2 separate regions of the Mus musculus genome follow, and region 2 is linked to region 1. The links are chromatin contacts, called in public promoter capture Hi-C maps. All regions are on one chromosome and are shown on one strand. The core of a region is the stretch at or near the end of the contact, and the rest is flanking DNA. Distances in the headings are between cores, read along the strand shown.

The links. Promoter capture Hi-C pulls out the DNA fragments that hold promoters and counts their contacts.
Region 2: a promoter capture Hi-C map of embryonic stem cells shows a contact between it and region 1, with 4 times the contacts expected there. The contact joins two enhancer-like sites. A contact is called at or near these places in 4 of 39 promoter capture datasets (cranial neural crest, embryonic stem cells, hippocampal neurons and 1 more) and 1 of 9 other capture datasets (liver).

The regions. Positions count from the first base shown.
Region 1 is chr7:98,495,389-98,499,444 of GRCm38.p6, reverse strand. It overlaps Lrrc32 (leucine rich repeat containing 32), which reads right to left. Exons shown (of 3, transcript NM_001113379.2): 3 at 1-1,343. Among named protein-coding and RNA genes, the nearest start is that of Lrrc32, 7.4 kb to the right of the region's middle. Within about 2 kb of position 2,619, at least 5 of the 459 cell types and tissues checked have an H3K27ac peak or open chromatin away from gene starts, as enhancers often do.
Region 2 is chr7:98,981,717-98,986,010 of GRCm38.p6, reverse strand. The region is part of intron 11 of Uvrag (UV radiation resistance associated gene); the gene reads left to right. Among named protein-coding and RNA genes, the nearest start is that of Gm33827, 110 kb to the right of the region's middle. Within about 2 kb of position 2,795, at least 9 of the 459 cell types and tissues checked have an H3K27ac peak or open chromatin away from gene starts, as enhancers often do.

The DNA.
Region 1 (4,056 bases), core at 1,370-3,869:
TTGGTGGAGAGGTCCAGCTCTGTAAGTGGGGTGTGAAGGAAGCTGCCCGCCCTGAGCATTCCCATCGAGTTCCCTGCCATGTTAAGAACATGAAGGGTGGGGATCCCAGAGAAGTCCACACAGCCCGGGGGACCTGGTTCTGCTGGCCCCCCACAGGGACTGACCTGGTTCCCCTGTAGGTTTAGCCTCTGCAGGCTGGCCAGGCTGGCAAAGGTATAGGGTGGAAGTTCTTGCAAGGCATTGTCCTGCAGAAGCAACGTCTGCAGGGACCCTAGGACTTTGGTACCCAGTTCTAATGCTTCCAGCACATTGTGGCTCAAGTCCAAAAGCACCAGGCAGGGCAGGGAGTCCACTTGTCGAGCCTCAAAGGATCGCAGGCAGTTTCTGCTGAGGTTGAGGAAGCGCAGGGAGGTCAGGTGTTCAAGAAAGCTAGCAGGGACCAGTTCGATCTCATTGTAACTCAGATCCAGGTTCAGGAGCTGGGAGAGAGGGTGGGTGCTGGCATTCCGGCTGGGGTTGGACAGTGGAGAGGCTGACCAGCCTTCAGAGGGTGCGTGGAGGTCCTCACTGCCCCGGGGCAGCCCCGCAGGGAGCTGGATGAGGTTGTTAGACACATTCAGGTAGATGAGTCTCGGGAACACGGCCAGGTCAGGGAAGTGGAGCAGCTTGTTCTCCCGGAGGTCGAGCCAGGCCAACTGGAACTGGGCCTGTGGTTCCGGGGCCGTCTGGAAGGCCTCAATGCTGTTGCAGCTCAAGTCTAGTACCTGCAGCTGCTGGAGGCTGAAGTCTGAGATGCAGGTGAGGGAGTTTCTGGAGAGATTGAGGTGAGTCAGGTGGGGCAGGGCCTCAAAGGCACCGTCCTCGATATCCATGAGGACATTGCTGTGGAGGTCTAATTGCTCCACCGCTGGCATACCCCAGAAGGTGTGGCGTGCCAGGCGAGTGAGGCTGTTCTCCGCCAGTGAGAGCGTACGCAGCCTCGGGGTCTCACCCAACAGTCGCTCCACCAGATTGCCATGCAGGCTGTTCCCAGACAGGTCCAGGGAGACCAAAAGGGGCAGGCGGCCCAGACCACCACTGTTGAGAGCCATGCCTGTGGCAAGCCGATTGTGGGCCAGGTTAAGGTGCTCCAGGTAGGGCAGGGCCTGGAAGACCCCAGCCTGGAGGAAGCTAATCTGGTTGTCACTTAAATCCAGGTGACGAAGCGCTGTATAGAAGCCCAGTGGGGAGACCAGGATGCTCTGCAGTTGGTTCCCGGACAAGTAGAGAGCTTGGATGTCCAGTGAGAGCACCGAGGGGACCTGGAGCAGGCCAAGGCCGTGGCACAAGGCCTCCTTGTTCACCTAGGGAGAGCAAGGGTGGCAGAGATGCTGGCATTAATGGGGACAGGACAGTAGGTGGGGACAGGGTTCTGTAGGAAAGATGACTCGCCCTCTCCCCAAGCTTGGGGTGCTTCCCCCAGAGTCCCAGGATGTTAGCCTTGCCTCCACCCAAGCTGATGCCCCAAGCTGCTCTCTGGCCCTGACTGGCAGTCCTGCTGGTGCTGGGCAGAAGGGAGCAGTAGACAGAGACATAGTAGAGAGCTCTAAGAATACGTATGTGTTGACTAGTATCCTGTTCTATGGGAAACTAAGCCATATTTCACTCACAGTGATGCAGAACAGAGGGGCAACATGGCCCACAGCTTCCAGTTTCACACCTGGGTCCTTGCCACATCCCAGATAAAATTCTAGCTTTAGGCTGGAAGCGTCATCAGGAAAAGATGTTTGCAACAGGGAAACCAGCAGGCTTTTGTGCCAGCCCTTTGATTTGGTCCAGCCAGCACAGCTCAGACCACATTCCTGCTGTGACTCGTTCCTTTCTGCAGCTGCTAAATACCACCATATCAGTGGCCTGCTCTGGTCCAGCACAGCATCCAGGTCGTAGGAGTAAGGAGACAGAATAGAATAAAGGGATACCAGAACCCAACGGGTTATCTGATGACAATTTAACTGAAAGATCATTAACAGGACACATCAACATTGACACTCCAGTTCCTTATCCCAAAATTAACTTGTCCTTCCCAGCACCTACTTAATACATCAGGACTTTCAGACTGGCGATCTTGTCAGAGCCTTACAACAGCCCACCCAGTGCATATGGGTAATCTGATGTAATTATAGATTTTTACCAAAATCCAGGTTGGAGAGGGTAAGAGAGACTTCAGGACCACCCAGCTGATATGGTGGGAGTTGGGATTCGAACACAGGGCTCTTAGCAACTCGTTTCCTTCCACAAAATGCATCGTTAAGGGTCATAATTCTATGCAAATGCACATCTCCATCTGGTGGCTCCCAGATTCTCACCCCAGGTGCCCCTGCCCTCCCTAGCAAAGAGTGTAATGTCTACATCAGCCAGCTTAGTTTTACCCCTGCCCCTAGCCTGTCTCCATCGACCCCCACTGAACTGCCTACCTGCGAAAGGCCCACAGACTGTTCAAACTCCACTTTGCCTATGGTACTCTTGGCTTAAACACAGAGCAGGGTCCATCAAGTCTGTCTGTGGCATTGACCAACCTGTCGACTGACTCACTGCAGTCCAGTTTACATGCAGTGACCATGCCTAGCACTGGTCCCACCCCCTTGCACAGCCATCCCTGGACATGCATGGAGCAGACCTGTATGAGAATTCCTCACGGGGAATCCCAACATGTCTTCCACAGAGGCCCTCCCTAACTGTGTCTTCTCCCTACAGCTCAGTGTCCTGGAACAATGGTGGAATGGGGACCCGCAGACAGTGAGCTCTGCACGGACAGGGGCTACTTTGATTGACATGGATGTCTTGGACCTGGCCCAAAGAAAGTCCTCCGGAAATGTCTTTTATGAATGAGTTGCAGACATCTGTGCTTAAGCAAAGGGCCTTGATCCAATCAATGCCGGAAAGAAAAGAGCTAACCCAGATATTCATATTCAAGCCAGAGAGAGACATTAGAACGGAGTGAGCCAGCCCACCTGCTGTCCAGATGCTGAGGTCAGGGTCTGCCCTGGCAGTAACTTGCCTGTGTCACAGGGGTCCAGTGGCTGAGGTAGCAAGGAAGAAACACAAGCCTGGCATCCCTGTCTGACCTAGCTCTGAGCCTCCTTCCCCCCAGACCCCCCAGGCCGGGCACCGTCTGGCTATGGGCACCTGTGCAACTGCCTACTGCATAAAATACCTTGACAAGCCTTGTACTTCCAGAAAAAGCTGCCACCTGAGGCTCTAGGAGACCCAATAACATCCCTCACCAACACCCATAGAAACTAGACACCTACTTGACACTTAGCTCCTGGACCACCCTGCTGTAAGCAGCATTGAGATGAGCTCAATGCAAGCATGAGTTTCTTTTTGTGTAAACGGAGCCTTCAGCTGCCCAGGTACTCAGGCTGGCTGAACAAACACCACCAGACACTATTTACTATGCATTTGCAGGGTGCATGCCACGCTTCCCCATGTAAGCCCACACCCATGGACTCTCCCTTCTGGGTAAGCAGAGGCTCTCCAGGACCCCAGCTCCAAAGGGACCATGACAGGAGGTGACATAACCTGAGACCACCTATCAGAAACTGCAGAGGTCCAGGGGAGTACCTGGTACCCTCCTCTTTGATCCAGCCCAGACTTCAGAAGGAGCCTGAAGGACTGGACCATCTCAGCACCCTCCCTGCCCTTATTGCTGAGCTCTGACTGACTGCTAGAAGTCTCTGGTGCAGAGATATAGGGGTCTTGGCTGGGGTTTAGCATCCTCCTTCACTCTGCCATGTCAGTCACTGATCTGCCCTCTTCCTGAGGGGGGAAGGAACATGCTATCCAACTTCACTTCCCATCCATACACAAGAGGAGAGGTTCTGGCAGTGAACTGCACAGGGGGAACAGGGTTTGAATCCTGTCTCTGTCATTTCTGCTGTCGGAGCCCACAGGGTCACATGTCTTTTCTGCAGCTGGGTCTAGAGCTCTTTCTGACAGTTCAGAAAGTCTTCTCCTATCTCATGCTTCTCAGAGAGCCCCTGCTCCATGCCCTCTGTCTACAGGTGCCAGAGTCCT
Region 2 (4,294 bases), core at 1,546-4,045, 490 kb before region 1:
TCTTGTCTGCTGGGTTGTCCTCTCCTCAGTAAACAGAAGTGGAAGTACTTACAGAAGGGAAAGGAGTGAAGGAAAGAAAAGATCAGATCTATGTGATTAGAATATAGTAAGCAGCGCGGGGGAAGAGAGGGTCAGAGAAGGAGGAGATGTCAGCAGGGCCTTGGCTGCTGGAAGGGGTCTCTGATTCATTCTCAGTAAGTGGCCAGTGCCTAGAGCTTCAGAGGGGCTGAGGCATGCGCTGAGCTGTGCTGTCGTCCCTCTGGCTGCTAAGTAGGAATGGCCTGGTGGGAGCAAGAGTAGTGTCGTAGCAGTCTGTTACTCTGCTCTACCCACAAGGCTTCTGGTTCTATTTTGGTTTTCTTTGAAGTGCCTTGTTTCTCATGGCTTCCATAGCTGTCTACACTTAGAATGCTTAGTAAAGCCGAATACATTCTCCAGTCCTTTAAAAATGCACAGTAGCTCTTAAGTCGCTGAAGAGTGAAATGGGAGATAAAACGAAGCCAACATTTAATTTTAGTCCAAGGTCCTGTTCAGTCCACTCCCTGAGAGCCCTAGAGTCAGAAGTTTTAGGAAGGATATACGCTATATTGTGTTCACAGTCTGTGGGACACTCGTGTAGTCTAACAACACAGCACCTTGCCAGGTGCTGAAGGATACAGAGAGGATTAAGGCACCGGTCTGACCTTGGGAAGATTATAGTTCTGTTGTGGGCAACAGATAGGTAATTGAGCCAGGCAAGAAAGTGGTTATTGAATACATACTATGTTAAAGGCTCAAAAAAGTGGGAATAATTCTCTTGGTAGGGGATCAGGAAAACCACTTCATAGAATCAGAGAATGTTTGAAGAAGGGTAAGAGGGTGATTTAAGATGGGTGCGTAAATATGCAGCAACATCAACCAGATATTGATGGTGAGTCTGTGGTTCCAGCACCCGGAGGCAGGAAGATCAGGGATTCAATGCCAGCTCCCACTACATGAGAGTTTATTTTGAAAATTGCAAGAGTAGTGTTTGATGTTATGAGATTACTTTAGTTCTGTGAGAATTTCCTTTATGGATAGAGAATTACCTTGTTTTGTTGTTTCAATTTTAAAAAGAGAAAGAAAGAGATGAGGGAAAGAGAGAGAGGAAGTAAAGGAGGGAGAGAGGGAGGGAGGAGAGGAAAATAAAAGAAAATTGAGACTTTGAAAATTTCAAACATTTTTCCATCCAAGGACTCACCTTAACTGGTGGCAAAGCTTAATGTTACCACTGATCTTCCTGAATCTAGGATCTTCCTTATTCCTGTCATGATGCAACTTTCTTGTCTTTTAATAATGACCTCCTGAGCATCCACGGACTTTTTAGTGTTCTATAGCAGTGCATTCTGGGAGAGGTTCTAGGAAAGGGATTTCTAACGGTTTTCTCATGATGTCCATGAACCTTTGCTGGATACGGATTAGCACTGCATGGGTCAGTGATGTTTGGGAAACCCCACCAGGGGCCCTGTATTTATTATGCTTTTCTGAATGACTCAGTTATTGTTAGAGCTTGCCAGAGAGAGCTGGACACAATGCGAGGAAAGGGTCCAGAGAGGAACGCTCATCTGAGTTCCATTGACTGAGACATTTAGTTTAAAAACGAGAAATGAAAAGAAAAGAAAAAACCCAATGTTTGTGCTTGTGTGTTTTTAAGTAATCCATAACACGAGAACCTTTTGTGGTAATGAGACCCAGGTGTCCTCTGTGTCTGTGTCCCTTCATGCAGGCATGATTTCTTGGAAAGGAGAGTCCATATGTCAAACAGTGTTTCACTGAGAACATGGAATGACTTCATAACTGCTGTGGCACTGATTAGAGTCTTAACTATTTTGTCCTGTCTGCATCAGAGGGTGCTGGGTCCCTTAACAGAGGAGCTGCCTCAGGGACTGGGAAGGCGGGATGGTAAGAGCTTTGAGATCACTCTGCACTCAGATGCATTGTCATATGAACAGTTTGTCCAACATAGAACTAAAGGAACGCTGAACTGACTTATAATGTTTGTGTAGCTGTTGTGTGTTGGTAAGAATTTTTATCATAAAGATTATACACAAAAGCTCTAGCTTTGAGTGGCTTTCTACATCTTAAGAACAAATCATAAGTACCTACTATAAGGGAACTGTGGCTTTGCTTCCAAGCCCTTCGAACACTGTTGAGTTAGTATCATTTCACATACCTAAGTCTTACAGTTCACTCCCTTGCTCCCAACCATCCTCCCTCCCTTCCTCCCTCCCTCCCTCCCAACCTCCCTCCCTCCAGCTTCTCACTAGCAGAAGTATCATGTATGACCTTTCTAACTCCCTAGAGCAGCCTCGGAAACCCACACCTCTGCTCTGTGTTAGGTGTGGCGGGCATCGTTAATGCTTGCTGGAAAAGCACATCTCAGAGGGCCATGTTTTGGCTTTGTCAGGTAAAACATCTTTCAGATCTCAGAATGCTGGGAACCTTAAACCTTTTGGTTTTCAACTAAAATGATTGGCAACAGACTGTGACATCTGAGGTTGCATGGCCTGCAATCACCGTAATTAACCACATGAGTTCCCATTTTCCCACTGGAGGCTCAGTGGTCTTGGGGTGATGAAAGTGACTTCCCTACCAGGAGGTGGTTTTCCTTTTGAGGGTATTGAAATACCCCTGGGCCCTGTAAGGCTCCACGCGTGATCCTTTTAAAATGCTTTTTAATATAAAGCTTCAATATTGGAAATCCAACACCACGGTGTTTAACTGTGAGGCTGGTGAGGCGCTACGGCCTGGACCGGGAAACCTTGCATGGTGTTTAATAGGTAGAGCGGGGAGTCGTGTGGCTACAGCGGAGACCTGGGCAGCCTGAACTGAAGCTCATTTCCAGTATTACTTAACTCTGCTGCCCACTGTCTCCTTTGATTTCATGTCTGTGCGTCATCTCTCTTCGAGATTCCCTTTTAGGTCGACATTTAAGCAGAATTGGCTTTGTTCACTGAGGAGGGAGGTGAAGTGAGATCACTCCTTTGTTCTTTTAATAAAGGTGTGTATGTAGTCTAAAAACATGCAAATGTAATTTTTCTTACCATTATCCTTTTAGTAATTTGAGAAGCATGCAGATGCTTGAGGTATTAACTGCTGGTGGTTTGTATTTGACTTTTTTGGAAGGTTCATCAAAAGACTTTTTTGTTGCTTCCTGAGAATTTTAACCCCTTTCCTACCGGGTTCTGCAGGAAGGCGGGGAAAGCTGAGTGTTAGCTCCGTGGTGGGCACTGCAATGCTGCAAGTGTGAGCCCCCTTAGTCCTCCTCCTCTCCTTTCAGAAAACGGTTCTTTAGACACAGTCCTTTTGCTCTGAGGAATGGTTTTAGTTTGGTGGCTCTGCTTGGTCTAGAAAGTGGGAGGCTGAGTCTCCACTGTGAAAGCTCTCCCAGTCTCAGCTGTGACTCCACACTTAGATATTGGGGAGCAGCATATTTTCAGGCCCAGAAGCAGTTTCCCCATTCATTCCACTGCTGTTGGTTTTTACCGATACGATTTTGACCAAGCTGTCCCACCTGGGCCTCATCTGTGTCATCGGGGAATTGATGGCATTACATGCCATGATATCTAAGATTTCTCTTATGAGAGAATTCATAATTTAAATTACTTTTTGTGACTGGAGAAAAACCTCCAGTTGGTAAAGTGCTTGTCCCATGAGCATGGGGACCTGAGTCTAAGCTCCGGCACCTCCATGAAAAGCCATATGTGGTGGTGCTTGCCTGTGACCCCAGTGTGTGTGGGGGCTCCCTGGACTCAAGTTAACTCTGCCAGACCAGTGAGCCCCCTGAACAAGACAGACAGCTCCTGAGAAATGACACCCAAGATTAATTTCCAGCCTGTTCTGGCACGCGTGTGCATGCACATGTGCACACACACACACACACACACACACACACACACACCTGCATGTGCACACACATTAAAAGTAAAGTACTTTTAGTTGCTAGTATAGTATGATTTTTAAAGTTTCTACAAAGGCAAAATTGTTAATAAAGTCTTTGGTTGTGTCTGGGGAGGAAGACATCCTCTCTGGAAATAATTGGGATGCTAGTTAGGAGTGACCCCGCAGTCACCTGAAATGGATGTTATTCTACTTTTTCATGAGGTGTTTGGAGAGAACAAGAAGTACTGCCTGTGATGCCTTTTTGTGAAGCACTACAGAAATGTGGGATTGCAGATTTAATTTTTTTAAAAAAATATTTATGTTTATTATTTTGGATCATGTATGTGTAACCATGTCTGTAGGTAGCTATGCGTGTATATGCGCAGATGCCCAA